Linked DNA regions of Mus musculus: region 1 is linked to region 2. Evidence: chromatin contacts called from public promoter capture Hi-C data. All regions are on one chromosome and are shown on one strand. Each heading gives the region's core, a stretch centred on a gene start, on an enhancer-like site or on the middle of the called end of the contact. The rest is flanking DNA. Distances are from core to core; before and after follow the strand shown.

Region 1 (6,728 bases), core at 108-2,607, 77 kb before region 2:
TGTATGTGTGGAAAACAAGTTTGCAGCATTGATTCTTTTCTGCCTTTATGTGAGTCCTGGGAGTTGAACTCAGGTCTCCAGACTTGCCTGCTGGCTGCCCAGAATCTATATTCATACCAGAATCCCAGGTGACATAGTGGACTATTATTGGCCTTGAGATGACACTGTAAGAATCACTGTTTTGTTTTCTAGGATTTTGATATATTGCCTTTTTTCCTGTGAAGAGCAACAGGGGAACAAAGGATGCCCTGAAAACAGAGCAAAATCAATCAAACAAACAAACAGAGCCCAGGTTGAACTCCCCAGCATCCTTAGAATCTATATAGCCTTATCTATATGTGTTACAGTGCACTGGAGATGGTAATCCTTCTACAGCTGGCCATGGAAGGATGCTAACACTGAATCAAAGATTTGAGAAGCATCTATTTCTGAATCATCATGGAGCCTCAAAGCTCCTGACTGGCAGGAATCATTTTTATACACATGATTTATTTAAAGAGAATAATTATCTTAAGGCAGTCTCGCTGTTCGGCCTGATTTAAAAGAACCATTATTGGCCATGTGAATATGTAATTAACATGATTTATTTGTCAAGTGCTGAACATAGGTAAATTTCCTACATTTTTATTGAGTTTGAGAAGTTAATTAGTATGCCTATTAAGCAAAACTCAAAGAACATTATACATGAAGTATTTCCTTATAATTCAAATAAACCGATTTCAAAACCTATCGAGCTATAAATTCTATTCAATAGTTCCCAATCATAGTTCCCTTGTACTTATCTTTAACAGTAAAAAGCTTCTATGTCTATTGAGATATCTCATGACCATTCTTGCTGAATGTACATAATTAAACTTGTTTTTTGTGAAAATCTGTGGAAATAAAATTTGCTTGATCATTAGTACTTGGAATTTATGTAAGCCCTCATTTGTCTAGCCTTCCCTTTCCGCTGGTTGCTTTTGAGCTCTTCTCACGGTGTTCAGCATGTGGTTTATTTTTGTTGTGCCTTTTGACATGTTTCAGTGGGACAAAGACCTTAGATGGACTCTTGTCATAGCTGGTGCTTGGTGTCCCCAGAGTCAGTGTGACTCGTGGAATTCATTACCCAACCACAGTCGCAGCTCCATTTGTGAGAGCCAAAAAAGATAAGGACCAAATCCAGCAAAGGCAAAAGAAAAAAGTCACATGGGCAGGCAGTGCAAGCTTTCCCAGGGTCTTTTCCCAGCAGAACCTCACAGAACGTGCTGAGTCCACCCCCGCCCCCACCCGTGTCGCTAGAGCTGGGACAATACTTGTGAAGGTTATCAGCAAGTCAAGCTCTGATTAGAGATCCCTTGCCAAGGCTTTTCACTGGAGGCTAGCTAAATACACAGCCTCTGTCTGCTACATAGCAGATTCCAGACTCCCAGGAGGAAAGTGTGTATTCAGCACTGGGGTAGTTGATTCTATTTTCTTGGCTGGGCTACAGGGCCCAGGTAGTTGGTCAAACATTACTCTGGATACTTCAGTGAGGGTGTTTCTTTTTAGATGAGATCTATATTTAATTCTATAGACTTTTGAGTGAAGCAGATCATCTTCCCAGTGTACGTAGTAGGCCTCATGCAATCATTTTAAAAACTTGAAAGACTGGCCTCTGACTAGGAGCTGGTAGATGGCCTTTGGACTTGAACACCAGCATTGGCTCTGCCTGTGTCTCCGAGATCATGGGCATCCTTAAGATCCTGAACTTGCCAGACCATAATCGTGTCTACACTCTCCCTTCTCCCATCCCACACCCACACCCTATTGCTTGTCTCTGTCAAGAACACTTGATGAATATAAGCAGGAACTTTATTGTCTGTACAAAAAATTTAGGCACACAGAGCGACTCTGATCAATGGATGAGGGAGAAACCTTGGTATCTAAATTCCCAGATGTCAGTCAAAGGCCAAGCTTGCAAGTACAACTTTCCAAGGCTCTCTGTAGCCGTCCAGCAGCCATGGATGAACTGGCTACCTGAAAGAGCGGGGGTTGGGGGGGAGCGCTGAAAATGAAAAAGGAATGGGACGCGAGAGAAGAATGAAGCCAAGACCAAGTTTCTGATCAAGGCTCAAAGTTTAATTTTCATCACTGCGTTTATATAGGGAAAGCCCACAGACCCCCATCCTTTGTTTCAGCTGGATTATGTTGCAAACCAAGCTCATTGGGCAGGTGGCTCCTGTAGGAAACTGCAAATACAATGAGGCCAGAGACTCCAGCTAAGTTGTAAAACCATTGTGGGTGGATTTAGCCTTCTCAACAAGCACGCGAGGGGGGTGGGGGGCAGCAGTCCAGGCTTGCTACATTCACTCTTTTCTCTATGAACTCGCACATCATACATTTTATAAACCATAGGAAGTACCCATTTTAGAAAGGGATGGAGAGAGAGAGAAAGTTTTCTTATCTCTGGTAGATCCTTGTCCACACACACCCGGATTCTTTTTGGTTCCCAGTGAGTCTTGTTACTTTTGAAACCACAGACAAGCTAATCTGTTTCACATGCCATCTTTCTAATCTGTCTTAACAACAGAATTATGCCCAAATAAAGAACTTAATGTCAAAATGTGCCAATCTGTCTTCATCGGCGGAAGCCTTGTGCTGTTGCACAGGTTCCGCCCTGTGACTTTTCATCAGACAACACATCTTTTTTTTCTCTTAACTTCACAAGAGATTCCATGCATGGATGGGCCCCGAGAGCTGAAGCATGACAAGAGCTTGCACCCAAGGACTCAGCAGAATGAAAGTTGCCTGACAGCAGTTCCTTCAGGACTGCGCTATGTGCCTGGAAGCCATCAACAGTGAAGATGCCCCTGGGAAGGAAAAATGGAATTTTCCAGCAGTAGCCTGTACTCTCAGAATCTGTTTACTCAAATGACTCTAGATAAGGGGCAGACAGGGGCGGGGGCGGGAGACATATTTTGGTTTTGACATAACATACTTTCATTTTTTTCTCCCTTCCAAACTTCAACAGTATTTTAATTAGCCTTTCTAGTCGTCTCTTCCTCCATTCCAACGTATTGCTGCAAGGATTTATCTAGAAACAGGGATCTGGTCGTATTGCTTCATTCAAACCATCAGCTCTCTCCACGGCCCGATGAATAGATTCTTAGGTTCTTGGCACGGCACCGAGAGAATTTCACAGTTCACTTTGAATGTACCTTCCCAAATATATTTAGCTAACTGCCTATCAAGGTAAGCCAGCCACCATTCCCTGTTGATGGAAAATTTGAGGGTGTGAGATTCTAAAGTTCTGTGGGTTTCTGAGTCCCTCTCTCATCAAATTTTCCATGTAACTTTTTCTTGAAATATACCGACAGAGGAGCGTACAAGCCATGGCTGCACAGCTTAATGTGCAAACTAAGTGTGCCCGTGTGCCCACATGTCAATCAGTAAATGAAGCAGCACTGGCACCCTCACCCCAGTCACTCCCTGCTCCCCTCCTTGTTTACCTATGACGATGCCTCCTTGCTTGTGAACTTCATTCAAATGGAATCAATCAATTACTCTTGTCTCATCTCGTACTGTCTGAATACGTTTTCTCAACACCAGGCTTGTGAAGTGTTTCTGCATTAGCTTGTGTGGCAGCAGATCCTTGCTTCGTGCTCATTGTTGTCCTGCACTCTGGGTTGTTGCATTTAATGGATGTCGGGTTGTTTCCATCTTTTTGCCCGTTAGGGATTTTTCCACTATAACTAGCCTTCTGTATCTGCTTTAGTTAATGCAGAGAGCACCAATATGGATGTGCACTTGCTAAAACTTCTGGCTATCACATCTGTATACCCGAAGCTTTCAGTCAATGGGTATTAAACAACTCTGTTAAAGGGGATGCGCCCACTTCTCTACTCATCAGTCATTGGTTTCTGCTTCACTCTTTGCAAATCCTTACTAACGATGGGTGAGGTAGGTTTGTTTCTATTTTTGTTGGGTTGATTTCTGTTTGTTTTGTTGAGACAGGATCTCACTGTGTATAGATGGCTGACCTAGGACCAAAAACTCCCAACTTCCCTCAAACTCTCAGAAATCTGTCTGCCTATCAAGTACTGGGATTAAAAGCACCTACCACCACACCTGACCTACATCTTATCAGCCATTTTGAAGAAAGTGCAGTTACACCACCTTTGTGGGTTTGATTCATATTCCCAGTTAACAACTAGTTACAACTGCCTGGCCACCTTTTCATTTACTGCCCATCTTGACTTTTATCTTTTGTGAAGGGCTTCTTATGGTCCCTCACCCATTTTATTCCTATTGATTTTAGTAATAATTGATTTTAGTAATATTTCTATGGCCGAAATTTAGGAAAATGTGCTCACAAATTTCTCATATCCTATATCTTCTCCTTTCTCCATCCATGTTATTTTTATTGAACATAATTCTTTAAAAATGTATTATATTTGGGCTGGAGAGATGGCTCAGCAGATAAGAACACTGACTGCTCTTCCTAAGGTCCTGAGTTCAATTCCCAGCAACCACATGGTGGCTCAAAACCATCTGTAATGGGCTCTGACACCCTCTTCTGGTGTGCTTATTTATAATAATAAATAAATCTTTGGGACGGAGCGAGCAGAGGTCCTAAAATTCAATTCCCAACAACCACATGAAGGATCACAACCAATTTATTTATTTATTTATTTATTTATTTATTTATTTATTTATTTTTATTTTATTTATTTTTTTTTTTTTTGGTTTTTCGAGACAGGGTTTCTCTGTGTATCCCTGGCTGTCCTGGAATTCACTCTGTAGACCAGGCTGGCCTCGAACTCAGAAATCTGCCTGCCTCTGCCTCTGCCTCTGCCTCTGCCTCTGCCTCTCTGCGCCTCTGCCTCTGCCTCTGCCTCTGCCTCTGCCTCTGCCTCTGCCTCTGCCTCTGCCTCTGCCTCTGCCTCTGCCTCTCTGCCTCTGCCTCTCTGCCTCTGCCTCTCTCTCTGCCTCTCTGCCTCTCTGCCTCTCTGCCTCTCTGCCTCTCTGCCTCTCTGCCTCTGCCTCTCTGCCCCTCTGCCTCTGCCTCTGCCTCCTCTGCCTCCTCTGCCTCCTCTGCCTCTGCCTCTGCCTCTGCCTCTGCCTCTGCCTCTGCCTCTGCCTCTGCCTCTGCCTCTGCCTCCCAAGTGTGGGATTAAAGGCATGCGCTACCACTGCCTGGCCATATTTATTTTATTTACCATTGATAGTGTGGGGGAGTCCGTGCTCACCACTAGTGTGTGGAGGTGGGACAGCATCTCTCTGAAGTGGATCATGCTCTCCACCGTGGGTTCAGGCTTTCTTTTCCTAGTGTGGGCGCCATGGATCGGATCTGCCCACCAGGCTTAGAAGGGAAGTGCTGCTACCTGCTGAGAGATCTCACCGTCATGAGACACAGGTCTCAATTTTACTGAAGTTGAGAATGCTAAAATGGTATTCATTCCACCATCAATTCTTTTCATCTATTCTGGTCCCAGCCCCACACTGTCTTCATTATCATAGTTATCACAGAAGTGTAGCAAGTCCTAGTATTTGGTAGTGTTAGTTGGCCAGCAATTTCTTCAAGATTATCTTGACAGAAATCTCTGCATTTTTCATATACTGACAATAGTCTGTCAATACTCACAAATAAATAAATAAACCTACAATAAGTAATTAAATAATAAATAAATAAGCTTATAATAAATAAATAATTTCAAATGATCTCATTTAATCTGTCAGTCTATTTGTGGAATTAATTACATTTTTAATAAAGATAAAGTCTGTCTCTTTATCAGAGACCTATTGAATGAGAAAATGGAGGTGACTGTTGTGTCCAGTCAGCAGATCACAGGTCTGGGTTCTAGCCTGGAAAGGCATTTTGGAAACCTGGAAGAGAAGAGGGGCTAGGCTGCGCAAAATAAGGATGGAACCAAGACAAGGCTCTGCTCAAGGTTTAATTTTAAAGTCAGCAAACACGCTTTATAAAGAAGAGGGGAGGCCCGTCCCTGGCCAAGCAAGTTCCTTTGAAGTAGATAGGTCAGCCTTTTAGTGGGAACTCAGTTCGGTGAAGATCTCAGTTCGGTGCTAACTCCAGAAAGTCTTGGAAGAGAGGCCTCAGGCAGGTTGGGCCTCAGGCAGGTAGTAGCACATCAAAGGAGCAGCACAGCAGGTGGCTCCGCTTAAGCTGCGGACGGTCACAGCCAGCCTTGCTAGGCTGGAAGGAGGTAACAGAAGACCAGAAACCCCTCCCTCTGAGAATTAGAAGCCCTCCAGGTAATTCGGATAAATTCTAAAACCCATGGATAACTTTAAAGAGATGTAAAGGTCGTGTCAGAGGGAAAAAGTGAGGCAGAAATAATGTCTCTACAGATCAATATAGACTGGCTTTATCCCCTTATTGATCACTTATTGTGCTTAAATATACAGTACTGTTGCCAATATGTGTGTGAGGAGAAGGACATGGTTAAGTTCTATCTTGTCAAATTACAAATATTAAGGAGTATCAATGTGGAAAACAGCATTATTGATTGAAATGATTTCTTTAAAAGCCAAGGACCGAAGTACACACCCATGGAATGTTTGACAAATTGCCTCCAATGGCCAAGTCTTCCCCTCACTGGTATTCATCCCCTTTGGAGGAATTGTGTTGCTGTTGTTTTCTTAAGAGGCTCAGGGTAGCTTATATCTTTCATCAGTCTGGCTCCATTCAAGATTAGAAAAGCCACTCAAAGCCTTTCAGCTAATAAGGGGGAAGGAGCTCAAGGATTATG
Region 2 (5,872 bases), core at 1,450-3,949:
TTCTTTAACTTTTGAGTCACTTTAGACTCAAAATAACATTGCTACATTCAGGAAGTAAGTGATACACAGCAGCCCCTCCCCACCAGGATACACCGGACTTGTGCTTAGACTCCTAGTGGATGCCTGAAACCTTCGGTATTGTTGCGTCCTTTCTCAGTACTTTCCTGTACATATGTATGCCTAGAGGAGACTGTATCTAAGTAATTGGCACTGCAGTCAAATCTGTGCGTGGTGTCCCAGATGAGCAGTAGCATCTAGCTGTAAGAACTACTCTGCTGTAGCAGAAGTGACTGTAAGCAGCTCTAGGCTTTCCTCTCCTGGACGTGCAGCAGCATGACTGCCCTGGGCTACTTTCCTCTTCCTTGGAGTTTCAGCGACAGACTTGTCCTCCCAGGGATGGGAACTCAGTTTTTTTAAGTTGAGAACTTTTGTCTTCGCCTTTAAAGAAAGCATGCTATGCTAAGCTGCTTTTTGACATGTTTGAATCACAAACATGTATCATTTGACCAGCAACCAGCATCATTGTGCTTACTCTTTGAGACTATTTATTCCTAAGTAAAATAGGAGATCAGCCCTGTGATGTGCTAGCTGAGATGACTGCTGAGTGACTGGGGGTAGGCAGCACATGCAAGTGAGTGCACTGGACAGAGTGCTGGCTGGTTCACCTCGTGGGTGGATGGAGCAGGGTACTCAGACTGGTGCATGGTGTGAGCCTTACATTTCATATTTTAGACTATGATTGGCTGAAGACAACTGAAACCATGGAGACCTGCAGCTGGTGGGAGGATGACCGCAGAAGGTCTGCAGATCTTTCTGTGTCTTCCCAAGTATGGCTTGTTTTAATACTGCAAGTGTGAAATTGCCCCAGATCTAAGGGGAGAGGTGTGAATGCTAACCTTCAGACAGCTATCCATTGTAGCAAAGCCATGGTCTTGATGGCTTATGCATCACAGAAAGAATGGCTTTATAAACAATATGACTCAGTACTTAGTAATATGAAGATCACCTTCCAAATTTCAAAAGAGTGTATGGGCTTCAGTGTAGAACTTGAGAATTACTAGTAGTGGCTCAAAGCCACTACTGGATGTTTTAAAGTGCTCGCGTATGGGTGGGGTCAGAGGGTATCCAGAGTTGCTTGTCAGGAGTGTGCTTGAGCGCGTGAGAGTGCTTGTGCTTTTGGATTCCAGAGAGGCCCCATTGAGTGTTTTCCTCAGTCACTCTCCACTGCACGTTTTGAGGCAGAGCCTCTCACTGAGCCTTTTCCTCAGTTACTCTCCACTGCACGTTTTGAGGCAGAGCCTCTCACTGAGCCCGGGATACTCTGATTTGGCTAGACTATGGCCAGCTAGTCCCAGGGATCTTTCTGTTCCACTTCCCTAGCTCTGTGTGACAGATGGATGCTGAGGATCAGAACCTGGCTCTTCATGCTTATGTAACAAGCATTTCACCAGCAGAGCCACCATTTCAGCCCTAAAACTCTTATGTAAGATGTAAGTTTCCCTCATCTAAATAAAATGCGTGAGACCTAAGTGCTTTGGCGTTCAGACCCACCCCACCTGAGGAGTTGGAATATTTGCATATATATAGCATGAGATGTTTTGAGGTTGGAATCCAGGCCTCAATGCGAGATTTATTTGTGTTTCACATATACCATGGTAAGCATACAGTCTACCAAATGAGCTACATTCTTAGCCCTCTCATTGGTTAAATCCCATGTATGTTAATGAGAGTTCTAAAATGGAAGAGTATTAGTTTAAATTTGGTTGCTTAGTGTATATTTCGCTAAAGAATGAAAATTTTTATTGCTTAGGGAAAAAAAAAACAAGCAGTGGCCAATGAGCTGGCTCAGTGGGTAAAGACACATGTCACCAGGCCTCAGGACCTGAATTTAATCCCTGGGATCAACATGTAGAAGTGATTGTCCTCTTACTTCTACATTGTGTCCCCACCCCCAGTAAATGTAGAAAAAAGTGATTCAGTATACACTTAAGTGTTCCCCTATCATGGTGTCAGAGGTGGCTATGTAGGTGCTCAGAGGATTCACTTTCCTCACCTTGAATTTCAGGTTTTTGACTAAAGATGCCTAACCTGTTCACTGTTTAAATATCAGATGGGTAGTAGCACTCCCGTGGTCTCTGGGGCTCTGCTCTTACACAGCAGTGGTTTAGTTGGCATTAGACACTTCCCAAATGCCATATCCATATTTTATCTACTGCCCACTCACTTATAGGAGGGTCTGAATCTTAAGGAGTCTCTGTAGTTTTTATGAAATACCTTTGTTACATGAATTTCAGTGATTGGGTTTTTAGTTCTAGAAATTTGATGGAGGATCATAATACAGGATAGAGTTCTTTTTTGTAGCATGGCTGCAAGAGCTGGCGTTGCACGCATTACTGTGTCTGTTAAACTTCTGGAAACAAGCCAGTGTGTCTATGGTGAGTTTCATATGTGAGCACTGAGCCACTAAAAGCCTTGCACAGGGTTACAACTCTTCTGAGAGAGGACGTGTTGGAGATTCAGCAGCGAAGCAGCAGCAGCAGCAGCAGCAGCAACAAGCAGTCACAGTGGTAGTAAAGGCAGGGCAGCTTCAGCTAGCACAGCTCACAGAGCGAGGCAGGGAACACGCACACAGCTCCCATACTGCTTCCTTGGGAGGCAAAGCAGGACCGTCCGGGGCAAGCTTCTAGTTTCATGGTTATGATGTCAAGTCATGTGATAATACTGTACCATAAGTTGCCAACTTTGCTTTACTCTAGAGAAGATCCTTTGCTGCAGTGCTTTTGTTCCCCTTTTTCTTTCATTTTTCTTTTCTTGAAAGAGAAAAAATTGTGCAATGTATGTTTATGCCTACACCATGCCGAGGCGACACTTAGCAGTAAATAATCTCTGTATCCCCGAGGTAAGATACTGTTTGTGCTTTCCCTGCACAGTGCTGCTGCAGCACGGAGCCGATCCAAACATCCGGAACACCGATGGGAAATCAGCTCTGGACCTGGCAGATCCTTCAGCAAAAGCTGTCCTCACAGGTAAGGAGCCAGCGCTAGGAGGCTGATTTTATAAGATTTTCATGCACTGAATATTTTTCCACTAATGAAGCTAAGAAAATACTAAAAATCTTATTGATTGGATGTGCATCTTATTAATTGTGTTGAGATATATACCTATATATGTATATATCATATAGATTGATATATCTTAATTTTACTGCTTATAGCACTGAGAATTACAGCATTACATCATAGTGTTTCTCATATTTTGTCAGTTTTATGGCTTACATCACAGTTTTCCTCTACCTCCTCTTCTCGGCTGGTTTTTTAAAGCCCTTCACTGTTGAGCAGACAAGGGCATTTGTGTTACTGTAAAAGTAGTTTTCATTGGGAAGACAACCTGCTGCCTTATCCCTGGGGTCAACAGCTACACTTGGGTGCTCTCCTCACCCACTTTTATATATTTCATTATATCTTTGTACTTTTTACCCTGATAGCCAAGTTTTTTAGATTGGGGTAATATATTGTCTTTCTACTTCTGTAATGCAGATTTGGGGCTTATTAATTTTATAAAAGTAAATGCCAAGAACCATCACAGAGGAGACCCTGAGGGTAGAGAGCACCCTTCGTCATGGTCGGCAAGATTATGTTTAACGGCTAGATTTTGAGCTGCTGTTCTCATTGATCTTCGTTCTCAGTGCTGCATTGGCTCTGTTTGGTTTTGTTCTCAGCATACCGGTCCTGCTGCCTTTGCCCTCCTTTACTCTGTGATGTGGAGCCTCCTAGTCACTGCACTGCTAACAGTGCTGTTATAGATTGTGTAGAAGAGAGCTTTAACTGTGTTTAAGTTATCAATCTGCTGTGCACTCTTAATAGAGATTGTGAAGTGAATAGAAGGCATTTATGTACAGAAAGCTTTAAAAATATATGGAATTTTGCTTAATTACTCTACGTGGAACGACAACTTCCCACTGTGCTAAAATTAATATAATCACTGCTAAATCAGAGTAATCTGATATTTCTCAATTAATTAAAGATGAAATGAGTTGCTACATGAGGAGAGCATATACCAGAGGAATAAAGCTTTTTAAATCAGTGGAGATAAAGTTACTGCACAGTTTTAAATGATGAAATCGGGCCTACCTGATTTGTCTCTGACCTGCCTGGTCCTGAAACCTTCAGTCTCTTATTAAACAGTCATGTGCAACAGAATAGCAGCCTTCCGTGGTCTCTGGCCGGAGGAGAAAGACAGTATAGAAACAGCTCCTCTCATAGCTGCTATAGTATGTGCCAAGGGCTAAGCAAGACTGTATTTCTGAGTGTCCTCCCCCTGACCTTTCCTCTTCTCCGGCTCTCTGCCTGCCTGTCTATTTGTTAGGTGCATTTAATGCGTCATTGCCTGTAGGACTGTTTGAAAGACATAGGTTTAGATATAAGCCACTAACCGTAAGAAGCTGTCTCCTAATTTTCACTGCAGGTCAGAGAAGATCATTTTAGGGTACAGCTTTGGCATGCTTGCTTGAAGAGGCTGGAGTATGGTGGAGGACAGATAGCATATTTGATTTGAACACTGTCTAGCATTGCACTCTGCTTAGATGGAAAGATTCTAGTTTTCTGTATTTTGCTACTAATATTTAACTGCTGCTTGCACTGTTTTTTCTAAAAATATTTTTGAGGCAACTTTTCTTTCAGTTGTGGTTTAAGGAAAAAAGTTTAGAATAATAGTTCCCTTGGAAATATAAACTGTCCTCCTACTGCACATTCATTCTATGACATACATTAAGCAAACACTCAGGTGAGCTGTTTCAGAGTGGTTTTCTGCCCGTATGTGCTTGTTACTGAGGAATTCTTTCTGATGCAGTTACGATGGAAATATTATTTCTCAAACTACATTTTAGAAAATTAAGCATTGGTTTTACAAAGGGAAGAAGGCTCAGCGCGACCCACTCTTGTCTAGTAAATGCAAAGCTCACGTTCAGTCCTCCTCACACTGTCCTGAAGGGGAGGGAGGCTCTTGAAGGGGCGTCTTAGAGGTGTTAGGCTCACTCCAAGTCTCATTCTTACTCCAGAGGAGTTGCAGTGCTATTATATAACTTGAGAGTGATTTTCTTTCTTTAATTTCTCTGTGGATATTTAGGTGCTGAAGATCTGATAGTCTATCATTTATGTTACAAATTTGCTACATGAGCCAAACGATGCGCAGGTATACCTTAAAGCAAATGAACAAAGAGTAAATCTCTTTTTATAGAACATTAACGGTGTGTGTGTGATTGATTTTTTTTTTTAAAATATAAAGACTGCTGTAAAAAGCACACAGACTGTCAGTAGGACAGTTGACCATCACCACATAGCCTTTGCTTTGTATAGTCCCATTAGACATCTGAAAGAGAAGGCTAATTGGAAAGACTGGTTCAAATATTTGCTGAACTATTTGAGTGAATGATAAAGTTTATAGAAGTCTAAAAGATTTTAGCTTTTGTTAATTACCTGTGTTCTAGGTAATCAGGTGGGGGGCTTGGGAACAGTTTGTGTGTTTTCTGTGTTGGTTTTTAGAACAAGAATATAAAATGTCAAAGTATATGTAAATATTATTGAACAAGATATTTGTTGTGTTATAATTTTGGATTTTTAAAAGTAACAGTTTGGACTTTTTCTGTTTATAAAAAATATGTTCGGAAATAGAGGGAGATAAGAAAAACACAAAAAAGAAAGATCATAATTTACCCTTAGAGATGGCATTGATATACTTTGTATAGCCTTACCTTTTCTACCATAATATAGCAATATATGTTACGTAGTACTGAACGAAATATGTACATAGGCATTTGTTTGTGTTTTGCTAATGATTGACATTCATACATAATATGCAATATTTGATTTAATAG

The links. Capture Hi-C pulls out chosen DNA fragments and counts their contacts.
Region 1: a contact with region 2 is called in a promoter capture Hi-C map of adipose tissue. The contact joins two enhancer-like sites. A contact is called at or near these places in 1 of 115 datasets of contacts at active chromatin or transcription factors (embryonic stem cells) and 2 of 9 other capture datasets (adipose tissue and pancreatic islet).

The regions. Positions count from the first base shown.
Region 1 is chr8:34,990,505-34,997,232 of GRCm38.p6, reverse strand. No RefSeq gene overlaps it. Among named protein-coding and RNA genes, the nearest start is that of Tnks, 28 kb to the right of the region's middle. Within about 2 kb of position 1,357, at least 45 of the 459 cell types and tissues checked have an H3K27ac peak or open chromatin away from gene starts, as enhancers often do. A contact at or near this core is called in adipose tissue, where this site is marked.
Region 2 is chr8:34,915,533-34,921,404 of GRCm38.p6, reverse strand. Tnks (tankyrase, TRF1-interacting ankyrin-related ADP-ribose polymerase) reads left to right here. Exons shown (of 27, transcript NM_175091.3): 3 at 2,931-3,026. Among named protein-coding and RNA genes, the nearest start is that of Tnks, 47 kb to the left of the region's middle. Within about 2 kb of position 2,699, at least 38 of the 459 cell types and tissues checked have an H3K27ac peak or open chromatin away from gene starts, as enhancers often do. A contact at or near this core is called in adipose tissue, where this site is marked.